Regions from separate parts of the Callithrix jacchus genome. Here region 2 is linked to region 1. Evidence: chromatin contacts called from public Hi-C data. All regions are on one chromosome and are shown on one strand. Each heading gives the region's core, a stretch centred on a gene start, on an enhancer-like site or on the middle of the called end of the contact. The rest is flanking DNA. Distances are from core to core; before and after follow the strand shown. Region 1 overlaps HID1 (HID1 domain containing). Region 2 holds the start of ARMC7 (armadillo repeat containing 7).

Evidence for each region. Hi-C and Micro-C count contacts between places; a contact is called where the count stands out from the background.
Region 2: a Hi-C map of skeletal muscle shows a contact between it and region 1, with 4 times the contacts expected there. The contact joins the promoter of ARMC7 here to the enhancer-like site in region 1. A contact is called at or near these places in 2 of 3 Hi-C or Micro-C datasets (induced pluripotent stem cells and skeletal muscle).

The regions. Positions count from the first base shown.
Region 1 is chr5:130,890,967-130,896,173 of calJac240_pri, forward strand. HID1 (HID1 domain containing) reads right to left here. Exons shown (of 19, transcript XM_008997726.4): 2 at 4,152-4,301; 3 at 3,409-3,579; 4 at 2,447-2,560; 5 at 1,704-1,810; 6 at 1,330-1,446. Among named protein-coding and RNA genes, the nearest start is that of HID1, 8.7 kb to the right of the region's middle. Within about 2 kb of position 2,450, at least 9 of the 16 cell types and tissues checked have an H3K27ac peak or open chromatin away from gene starts, as enhancers often do. A contact at or near this core is called in skeletal muscle, where this site is marked.
Region 2 is chr5:131,033,163-131,038,608 of calJac240_pri, forward strand. ARMC7 (armadillo repeat containing 7) reads left to right here and starts at 1,327. Exons shown (of 3, transcript XM_002748721.6): 1 at 1,327-1,827; 2 at 1,912-2,055. The coding sequence starts at 1,737. It also overlaps the pseudogene LOC118153877.

The sequences.
Region 1 (5,207 bases), core at 1,200-3,699:
CCTCAGGGAGCAGAGCCCAGGCTCAGCCAACCAGCTCCCAGGCCGCAGAATGACCCGACTCAGACTCAAGAGATGTCACGGTTCAAGCTGCTCATCTTACAGGTGAGGAAGCTGAGACCCAGAGAGGTTAAGTGAGGGACAAAGGGTCGCAGTTTGCCTGATAAGGCTGGTGAGAAAGAAAACTCTGGCCAGAGTGGCCGGTGGCGGGGTCGTCTGGCTCCCTTCTCTTCTGGAGTAGGGTCAAGGTTGAGCAGAAGGCTAGGAAACCTGAAGAATGAGGCGTGTCGTGTAGGGACCAGAGTCTGGAAGGCAGAGGTCGACCGCCACCTGCTGGGCACTGACCCCGTGCAGCCAACACAGCTCCTGGGGGGAGCTACCTGCTCAAATAACCCTGCCACATGGCATGGGTGACACCCCCCTGTGTTCATGTGTGCCCCACAGTCCATGAGTGCCCTGTGTGGGCGGGGCCTTCCTGCCCTTCGGGGTATTTGTCACACACACACCCCGACCCACTCTCTGAACTGCATGGTCCCATGTGGCAGCCTCAAGCCACATGAAGCTGTCGAGCCCTTGGAATGTGGCCGATCAGAACCAAGACCTGCTGTAAGTGCAAAATACACACGGGATTTTCAAAGCCTGCTATGAAAAGGGGATATAAAACAGCTCAATAATGTTAAGATACTGATTGCATGTTAAATGCTAAAGTTTGAGGCATATCGGGTTATATGACATGTATTATTACTTAATTTTAATTTTTTTTTTGAGATGGAATTTCCCTCTTGTCGCCCAGGCTGGAGTGCAGTGGTGCGATCTCAGCTCACTGCAACCTCCCGGGTTCAAGTGATTCTCGTGCCTCAGTCTCCCACGTGGCTGGGGTTACCACCACGCCCCGCTGATTTTCGTAATTTTAGTAGAGACGGGGTTTCACTATGTTGGCCAGGCTGGTCTCAAACTCCCAACCTCAGGTGATCCGTGCACCTCAGCCTCCCAAAGTGCTGGGATTACAGGTGTGAGCCACCGCGCCCAGCCCAATGTTACTTTTTAACGTTTTAAAATGTTCAGATTGCACTCGTGGTTTGCAAACTATTTTACTGGGCAGGCGGCTCTTGATGGAGGACCCAGGCACGGATCACTGAGGGGCCCCCAGATTCTGTCCTGTTTGGGACTCCAAGGAGAGACTGACAGGGCTGGTTTAAGGTGTGGCTGGTACGATACAGTTCTTCACCACCAGGGGGCAGCACCTCCCCTCAAACAAGACCCGGGCGGCGAGCGGGCTCAGCTCTGGGTTGACTGGAATAAGAAAGAGCCGAAAAGGCCAGGGGCCCTCACCTGTTCTCCGTGGAACAAAAGAACTGAACCCATGGGTTGGTGCTGCCACTTTCCGGAGCTGGGGGCAGATACATGGCCTCGGAGAAGCACGTCAGCAGCAGTTTCAGAAGCTCCATCCTTGGGGGGCAGGGAAGGGTAGGGTACCTTGGGATCCCAGCCCTCCCTCGGAGATGCTGCCCACCCAGCGCAGCAACCCCGCCCAGGTCCGTGGAAGGAAGTGATCCCCGTCGACCCCTGTAAGCCCAAGGGCGGATTACAGGTGAGGACGGTCTCCTGGGGAGACCCCATGGGCTCTCTCTGAGTGGTGCAGGAGTGGGGGGGTGCTGGCCCGGGGTCCAGCTGCACCTAGGGCTCTGGGTCTGGGCAAAGCTGACCGGTTCATGTCGTGGATGTAGTTGGGCTGGGGGGAGTGAGCGAAGCCCACACCAGCCTCCCAGATGTATTCGCAGCTGTCCAGGGAGTGGACGTCCTCTGCCGAGTCCTGGGGACGGGGCCAGGAAAGGCCGGGTTAGGGGGTGAGAGGTGAGCAGCCTGGGTCAGAACCCGGCCACCTCAAGCCTTGTACAGTCCCATGGGCAGAGACCCCCAATTCTCCTAAAGACAGGTCCCCAAAATGCCCCAGCCCTCGTGCACAGGGCAGGGGCGAATATTCTCAGGCCTGTTGAAAACTCATTTTTCTTCCATCTCACACTGATTTTTTCATTTGCTCGGTCCAGTTTGGGACAGGGAGAGAGGGAGGGGGCAGGCAGGGAATCCAGTGCCCCTAGTGGGGGGGTGAGCAGAGAACACTCAAGGTGGAGTCCATGCCACTACAGGAAGCGAGAGTGCCAGGCCTCCTGTGTCCCAGCCCCGAACCCCCACACACCCTGGGCAGGCAAAGACAATGGGTGTCTGTACCCAGCTATCAGAAGGCGCCCAGCCGGGCCAGCCCCATCTGGCTTCCCTCCAGCTGTACCAGCTACCACCCTCTACCCAGGCCCACATGTGCCAGGCAGCTCAGCTCTCCTGGAGCCCCCCGGCCCCCAATGCATCCCACCCAAGGGAACTCCAACTGGCCTGGCCCCAAGCCAGGACCAGAGCCTGTCCCGGCCTGGAGGCGGGGGCTGGGGGCCCTCACCACAGTGCTCCTCCGGTGGCTCTGGACCGTGAAGTCCGGGCAGAACAGCAGGTCAGCAATGGCCAGGAGCAGGGACTCAGCCAGGGGCCTGGCATTCTCGTCATCGTCTTCTCCCTGCTGAGGGCACAGCACCCACAGGCTGCCTCAGGGAGAGTTGGCCAGGGAGAGGTGGCCCAGGGCTTGGGGGGTGGTGGAGGACAGGACTGAGCCCAGGCAAGCACCCATGGGCAGAGGAATGAAGGAAGAGGAAGTGGACTCCTGGTTGCCCCAAACCTCCCAAGGCAGAAGCGGGGCAGAGCAGGGAGCTGGGCCAGGGGCAGCAAGGGAACCTCCCCTACTGACTGGAGGGGGCGGGGCAGGAACAGCAAGGGAACCTCCCCAACTGACTGGAGGGGGCAGGGCAGGAACAGCAAGGGAACCTCCCCTACTGACTAGAGTGGGCGGGGCAGGAACAGCAAGGGAACCTCCCCTACTGACTGGAGTGGGCGGGGCAGGAGCCGCAAGGGAACCTCCCTTACCGATTGGAGGGGGCTGGGCAGTGACCCCAACCCCAGGAGTCTCAGCCCTGCTAGGAATCACTATGTCATACCCCTCAGCACCTCACCTGGAGATAAACCCAAGGCAGGTGGGCAGGTGGTGTGGGGGAGAAAGGACAGTACGGTCCCTCTCTGGCCCTCAGAGGGCCCAGCTACTCTGCCCCTGCCTCTGCCCAGTGACCCTTGGCTCTCAGCTTCTCTCTACAGTCTACTTCCTCTGGACTGTGGGGGCAGAGACCACTATGGGAAAAGAGCTGAAGGCCCAAGGAGGTGGCATCAAACACCATCCCTCAGCAGTACCCACTGGCCCCACCCCTGCGCTTCCCAAATCCCAGAGAGGCTTGGAGGAGCATGGCCCGCCCTGAAGGGCACTCTCCCTGTGACCCTGACTCTGCCTCCCACTCAGCCCTGGCCAGGCCAACAGACCCCTCCTCGTCCTGCCCCAGGCACTGTGGACCAGAAGAAGCCCCTCCAGTCGGGATCCTCGAAGATGTAGGGCAGCACACGGGTGAGCAGCCGGCTGCAGTTCAGGACGATCTGCTTCTCCTTCTCCGAATGGCAGCCGCTCTCCGCTCCCTGCACCAGCTTCTCCACGGCCTGTGGGGGCAGGCAGGAGCAGAAGGCAGGCTGGAAGGCGGGGAGGGGACCCTGGCACTTGGAGTCAGGGTGGGCACCCAGGCCGTGGAGGAGAGACAGTGGGGCCGCCTGGCAGGTGGCTCTGCAGTTGCGGTTGGCCTGTATGTCATACACACACACCTGCATTTACTACCCCTGGGGGGCCTGGGACACAGGCCAGAGCAGCTGAGAGCATCGGACAGGCAGAACCCAGCCCACCACTGGATGGCTGAGGCCTAGCTAAGTGACTCTGTCCCAGCCTCAGTTTCCCTATCTGTAAACTGGTGATACTAACAGTACCCACCCCACAGAAGGAGCTGAATGAGCTGATCTTCCAAAGGTTCTCAGTTTAGATGTGGCCTGGAGAAGCCCCCATAAACGAGGCTGCCATGGTCCCTCCCGCAGAGAGAAGAACCACAGAGAGAGAAGTGGGAGAGCTGGGTGAAGCCGCAGGACTGCCTGGACCAGGGGGTGGGAGGGCCTGGATGCCTGCCTTCTCCCACTGTGGGCAGGGAGGGTGGAAGTGTGGCAGCAAGGGTCTGGGCGGCCCTCACCTTGTAGCACAGGGTGGCCAAGTTGGAGGGGGACTCTTCCCGCACAGCCCGGATCTCCGCTGCTGGCACCAGTGCAAACACATCCTGCACTGAGGTGGCTGTGTCTGCCCAGAACTGGTCCCAAAAGGCATCATCGGTGGCTTCCACGGGCTGTGTGGGAACCAAGGGTCCAGAGTTACACGACTCCTAGCCAAAGGGCCCACAGTTTGTCCGAACCATGGCCAGGAGAGACCCCAAGAGGGAAGCCAGGGTCCCCCTACCTCATTCCCGCTGGGGTCCCAGAGCCCTCCCACAGGGGTGGGGGACATCCTTCAGCCACCACAAGCCCTGGCCAGCACAGTCAGGCTAGAGACACCGGGCATACATGGTCAGAGGACAGCTAGGCAGAGTCAGCCAAAGCCCAGCGCCACCCCTGAGGGGCTATGTGATGCTGGTTAAGTCACCATCCTCCCCTGGCAAGGCAGGCTGACCTCCCCACCTGGTCATGGCCCCAGGCCACATCGTTAGGTCAAATGCCCAGGGATCCAGGTCAAGACCAGGCCCTCTCCCCATGGAAAGAAGACAAAGGGGACTCGAACTGTGTTTCAAGTCACCCAAGCTGCCTGCCACAGGCCTCCAGCCTCCGCCCTCTCTCAGCACACCCAAAACAGCTGCCAGATCTGCTGAATTCACCTCTGCGTTCTCACCCCAACTCGCTCCTCTCTGCGCCCACCTCCAGCGCTGCAGCCCAGGCCACCCTTTCCAGGCCTCCCACCTTTAAATCCACCTCCTTCAACCTGGCTCTATGCTGCCAGCAACCCATGAACCACACACAGCACCACAGGAACTGCTTCCTCACCCAGAGCCCTGCAGGGGCTCCCCACTGCCTGCTGGAACAAATCCAAACCTCAGCCTGGCACTCAGCCAGGATCTCACAGAAACATGCCTTATACATACACACAGACACACATGCATACACACCTGTGTCATACACACACACCTGCATTTACTACCCCTGGACTCAACCCTGCTGTCTCTTCTCTTTACCCTCACCAGGGCTGTTCTCTCTTCCCCTCT
Region 2 (5,446 bases), core at 77-2,576, 140 kb after region 1:
CGTCCTGGATTTCTTGAACTCTGTCGGGATTTTGTTGGTTTTTTTCTTTTGTTTTGTTTTTTTGAGACGGGAGTTTGGCTCTTGTTACCCAGGCTGGAATGCAATGGCGCGATCTTGGCTCACCGCAACCTCCGCCTCCTGGGTTCAGGCAATTCTCCTGCCTCAGCCTCCTGAGTAGCTGGGATTACAGGCACGAGCCACCATGCCCAGCTAATTTTTTGTATTTTTAGTAGAGACGGGGTTTCACCATGTTGACCAGGATGGTCTCGATTTCTTGACTTCGTGATCCACCCGCCTCGGCCTCCCAAAGTGCAGGAATTACAGGCGTGAGCCACTGCTCCCGGCCTTGTTTGTTTTTTAACGCAAGTGACTCCACTTTTGTACTCTCAGGACATGCACAGCCTAAGCCACCTATACCACATTGTCAAACACGATCGGAGAGTGGCAAGGCCACCTCCTTCCCTGGTGCTTTGTTCCCTGTGACCACGAGTTAATGCAGCACACACCTGCTTCCTGAGAATCCCCGACAGGGAACCGGCCGAAGGGCTTCAGCATCCAGAAAGCCCTGAAAGGGCCACATCCAAGGCTCCTCCTCCGGCTCCCCGGTGCTTCCCCGGGCGCGCGCCGTCCACCCGACTGACGAAAAGCCCCAGGACATAAGCCAGTCCCCTTGATTTCTGTCCAGAGGTGGCGGACCCACCTCGGGCTGGGATGGAGGGCGTATCGGGGTCGCCAGGCTTTTTGCAAAAGGGGCAAAGGACCGATGGGGGGCACAGAGAGCTGACGCCCGCGCTCCGAAGGGCCGTCCGGGTCAAGGAGGCTGGGCCACGCCCCCGCCAGCCGTGGGGGTCCTGGAGGTGCTTCTCCCTCGACGTCCTGCCACATGGGTTCTGGCAGACTCCGCTGCTCCTCGCGGAAATCCAGCCGCCTGACGTGGGCGTCTTACCTTCTGGGCCACGTCGGGGCGGCTGAGGGCCCCGGGGAATGGGCGGGAGAGTGGGAAAGGTGGGGCGGGAAAGCCGAGCGAGGCCCTAACCCGCCCTCCTATCGGCCGGGGCAGCAAGTGGGTTTCTTTCTTGCGTTCAGATTTTGCAGTAATTTGCAGCTGGAAACGAGATAAGGGAAACCAGGCTGCTCCTCGCAGTAAACCCACCCACGCCCGCACCTGTCTCAGGGAATCCGCTAGCAGCGGGCTGCAGCCCAGGCTGAAGGGCTTCCGCATCCAGAAAAAACGTAACCGCGCGGAGTACGTGCGCCAAGGAGTTCGTCGACGGCCCCGCCCCTGTCCCGCCCTTTCCTCCTCGTGCCCGCTCCTTCCGCTATATTAAGGGCGGAGACAGCGCGGCTTCCGCTGGGAGCTCGGAACAGATCCCGGGATCCGGGATCCGGGATCCGGGATCCGGGACCCGGGATCCGGGATCCGGCACCCGGCACCCGGCACACGGCGCTGGTGCCCCCTCTGCAAGCCCCAACTCGTAGACTGTTCCTCGTCGCCCGCGCCCCAATTTCGATTTTCAAACCCAACTCCCACAGGATTCTGAGACCACGCCCCATCTCCCACGTCCCATTTTCAGCGGCAAATTACTGTAGAATCTGAACTCTAGAAAGAAACCCGTTTGCCGCCCCCCATCTTCCCTCTCCACACAGGTGGAGGGCAGGTGAAGGTCTCGCTCGGCTTTCCCCTGCACCTTTCCCACCCTCCCGTCCGTCCCTGGGGGTCCTCTGCCACACCGGCCATGGCCCAGAAGCCGAAGGTGGACCCTCACGTCGGGCGGCTGGGATTCCTGCAGGCGCTGGTCACGGAATTCCAGGAGACCCAGAGCCAAGGTGAGAGCCACGGTGGGGCCAGGGGGGCAGGGTCTGCTGTGACCGCCGCTCGGACCTGGCTCCAGTGCCGCTTTCCCGTTGCAGACGCCAAGGAGCAAGTCCTCGCCAACCTCGCCAACTTCGCTTATGACCCCAACAACTACGAGTATCTGCGGCAGCTGCAGGTCCTGGATTTATTTCTCGATTCGCTGTCGGAGGAGAATGAGACCCTCGTGGAGTTTGCTATTGGTAAGGGCGGGGTCGGTTCCCTAAAGGTCTAATGGGCCGGGGTGAGATAGGTGAGTTAGAAGTGAGTCGTTGGGGCCGGGCGTGGTGGCTCACGCCTGTAATCCCAGCACTTTGGGAGGCTGAGGCAAACGGATCACTTGAGCTGAGGAGTTTGAGACCAGCCTGGGCAACATGGCAAAATCCCGTCTCTACTAAAAATACAGAACTTAGCCGCTCACAGTTGTGTGCACCTATAGGCCCATGGAGACTGAAGCAGGAGGATTGCGTGAGTCTGGGAGGCAGAGGCCAAAGTGAGCTGAGATTGCTCCACTGCACTCTAACCTGGACAACAGAGCGAGACCATGTCTCAAAAAAAAGATGTTTTGTTTTGTTTTGAGACAGTTTCACTTTTTTTCCTCAGGCTGGAGTGCAATGGCAAGATCTCGGCTCACTGCAACCTCCGCCTCCCAGGTTCAAGTGATTCTCCTATCTCAGCCTCCTGAGTAGCTGGGATTACAGGTGCCCACTACCATGCCTGGCTAATTTTTGTATTTTTAGAAGAGATGAGGCTTTGAACTCCTGAGCTCAGGTGATCCACCTGCCTTGGTTTCCCAAAGTGCTGGGATTACAGGCATGAGCCACCATGCCCAGCCCAAAAAAAGATGTCTTAAAAAGAGCAATTTCAGCCACTGCACAGTGGCTCACACCTATCCTAGCACTTTGGGAGGCTGAGGCTGGAGGATCACCTGAGCTCAGGAGTTCAGTAGCCTGGCCAACATGGTGAAACCCTGTCTCTACTAAAAATACAAAAATTAGCTGGGCGTAGTGGCGTATCCTGTAATCCCAGCTACTTGGGAGGCTGAAAAAGGAGAATGCCTTGAACCCTGGAGGTGGAGGTTGCAGTGAGCTGAGATCATGCCATTGCACTCCAGCCTGCCCAATGGGAGCAAGACTCCATTTCAAAAAAATAAAATAAAAAATAAAAGCAATTTTTTGACCAGGCACAGTGGCTCACACCTGTAATCCCAGCACTTTGGGAAGCTGAGGTGGACAGATCACCTGAGGTCAGGAGTTTGAGACCAGCCTGGCCAACATGATGAAACCCTATAGGTAACTAAAAATACAAAAGTTAGCTGGGCATGGTGGCGGGCACCTGTAATCCCAGCTACTTGAGAGGCTGAGGCAGGAGAATCGCTTGAACCCAGTAGGTGGAGGTTGCAGTGAGCCCAGATGGCACCACTGCTCTCCAGCCTGGGCAACTACGAGACTCCATCTGGAAAAAAAAAACGGAAACAAAACCAAAAAAATCCCCAACAATTTCAGGCAGGAGAGGTGGCTCAAACCTGTAATCTCAGCACTCTGGGAGGCTGAAGCAGGCAGATAACTTGAGTCCCTGAGTTCAAGGCCAGCCTGGGCAACATGGCAAAATCCCGTCTCTGCTATTAAAAAAAATTACAAAAATTAGCCTGTCGGCCGGTTGTGGTGGCTCACACTTGTAATCACAGCACTTTGGGAGGCTGAGGCGGGCAGATCACGAGGTCGGAAGTTTGAGACCAGCCTGGCCAACACTGTGAAACCCCCATCTCTACTAAAAACACAAAAATTAGCTGGACATGGCGGGGGGCACCTGTAATCTCAGCTACTCTGGAGGCTGAGACAGGAGAATCACTTGAACCCCAGAGGTAGAGGTTGCAGTGAGCCAAGATCACACCATTGCACTCCAGCTCCAGCCTGGGCAACAAAAGTGAAACTCTGTCTCAAAGAAAAAAAATTAACCTGGCATGGTGTCACAGCTACTCAGGAGGCAGAGGTGGGAGGACTGCTTGAGCCTGGGAGCTTGAGGCTGCAGTGAGCTAGGATTGGGTCACTGCACTCTAGCCTGGGTGACAGAACAAGATCCTGTCTCAAAAATAAAAGTAACTCATATTTAGTGTTTTCATATCAAGAGAAGTAGAGATGGCAATCTGTAACTTATAGCTTCTGTAGTTGTGATCTTAAGACCTACTGAGTGATTCACTGGGCAATATTTATTGGGCACGTACTGTATAAGCAAGCTACTGTTCTAAATGCTGGGGTATGGTGAACAAGTTAGGGGAAGGTCTTTTCCCTCCTGGAGCTTACATTCTAGTAGTGGGGGAACAGCTGGTCAGCAAACAAAAAAGCTGATGCTCAGAAGGAAATAAATAGAGTAATGAGAGACAGCAGCGGAAGATGGGGGCTACTTCAGTCTTGGCCATCATGGGAAAGGCATTTTAGTGGGGACACGGCATGGGCAAAGGCCTTAAAACAGGAAAGAACCAGAAGGAAAGCTGATGTGGCAGGATCATTGTAGTGAAGTGGAGAATGGCACAAAAAGAGTTTAGAGAGCTCAGTGGCACCGGAGGTTGCAGGGGCTTAGATCTAGGCCGTGGGAAATAGTTTAAGCAAACAAAACTTTGAGAGAGAACAAAGTTTTTAAAGCCATACACAGTGCCCACCTGTAGTCCCAGATAGGAGGATCCCTGGAGCCTAGGTGTAGTATGCTGTAGTGTGCTCCGATTGCACCTGTGAATAGCCACTGCACTCCAGCCTGGGCACTATGTGCATGATCACCTGCCTGAAGTGTTGTCACCAGGCTTCTCCACTGTGAAATTACTTTCTTTCCCCTCTTTACATATTATACTCATTGGAAGGAAGTCACTACATTATCTTAAATCTCTTTAGGACGGGCTGTGGCTCATGCCTATAATCTCAGCAATTTGGAAGGCTGAGGAGGGAGGATCACATGAGGTCAAGAGTTCGAGACCAGCCTGACCAACATCGTGAAACCCTGTCTCTACTAAAAATAAAAAATTAACTGGGCATCGTGGCACATGCCTGTAGTCCCAGCTACTTGGGAGGCTGAGACAGGAACCCAGAAGGCGGAGGTTGCAGTGAGCCAAGATCGTGCCACTGCACTCCAACCTGGGTGACAGAGTGAGACTCCATCTCAAAAAAAAAAAAAACTTTTTATTTGTTTATTTTTCTTTTTTAGTTCAGCTTTTTATTGAACATAATATAAATGAGGTTTAGTCAAAAAGACCAAAGCCCATGTCATCATCATACTCCTCAGATTCTTCTTTGCTTCCACTTTCTTCTCAGCTGGAGCAGCAGCAGTAGAGGGGCAGGACCTCCTGCTGGAGCAGGTCCACCAGCCCCTACATTGCAGATGAGGCTCCCAGTGTTGACCTTGGCCATGGCCTTTGCAAACAAGCCAGGCCAAAAAGGTTTAACATTTACACTGGCTGCTTTAATGAAGGTATTGATCTTATCCTCCATGATGGTCACCTCATCATCGTGCAGAATGAGGGCCAAGTAGATGCAGGTGAGCTCAGAGTCAGAGGCCATGGTGTGGCTGAGTGTGGGGCTGGCGCTGCGAGATGTGGTGCTAATT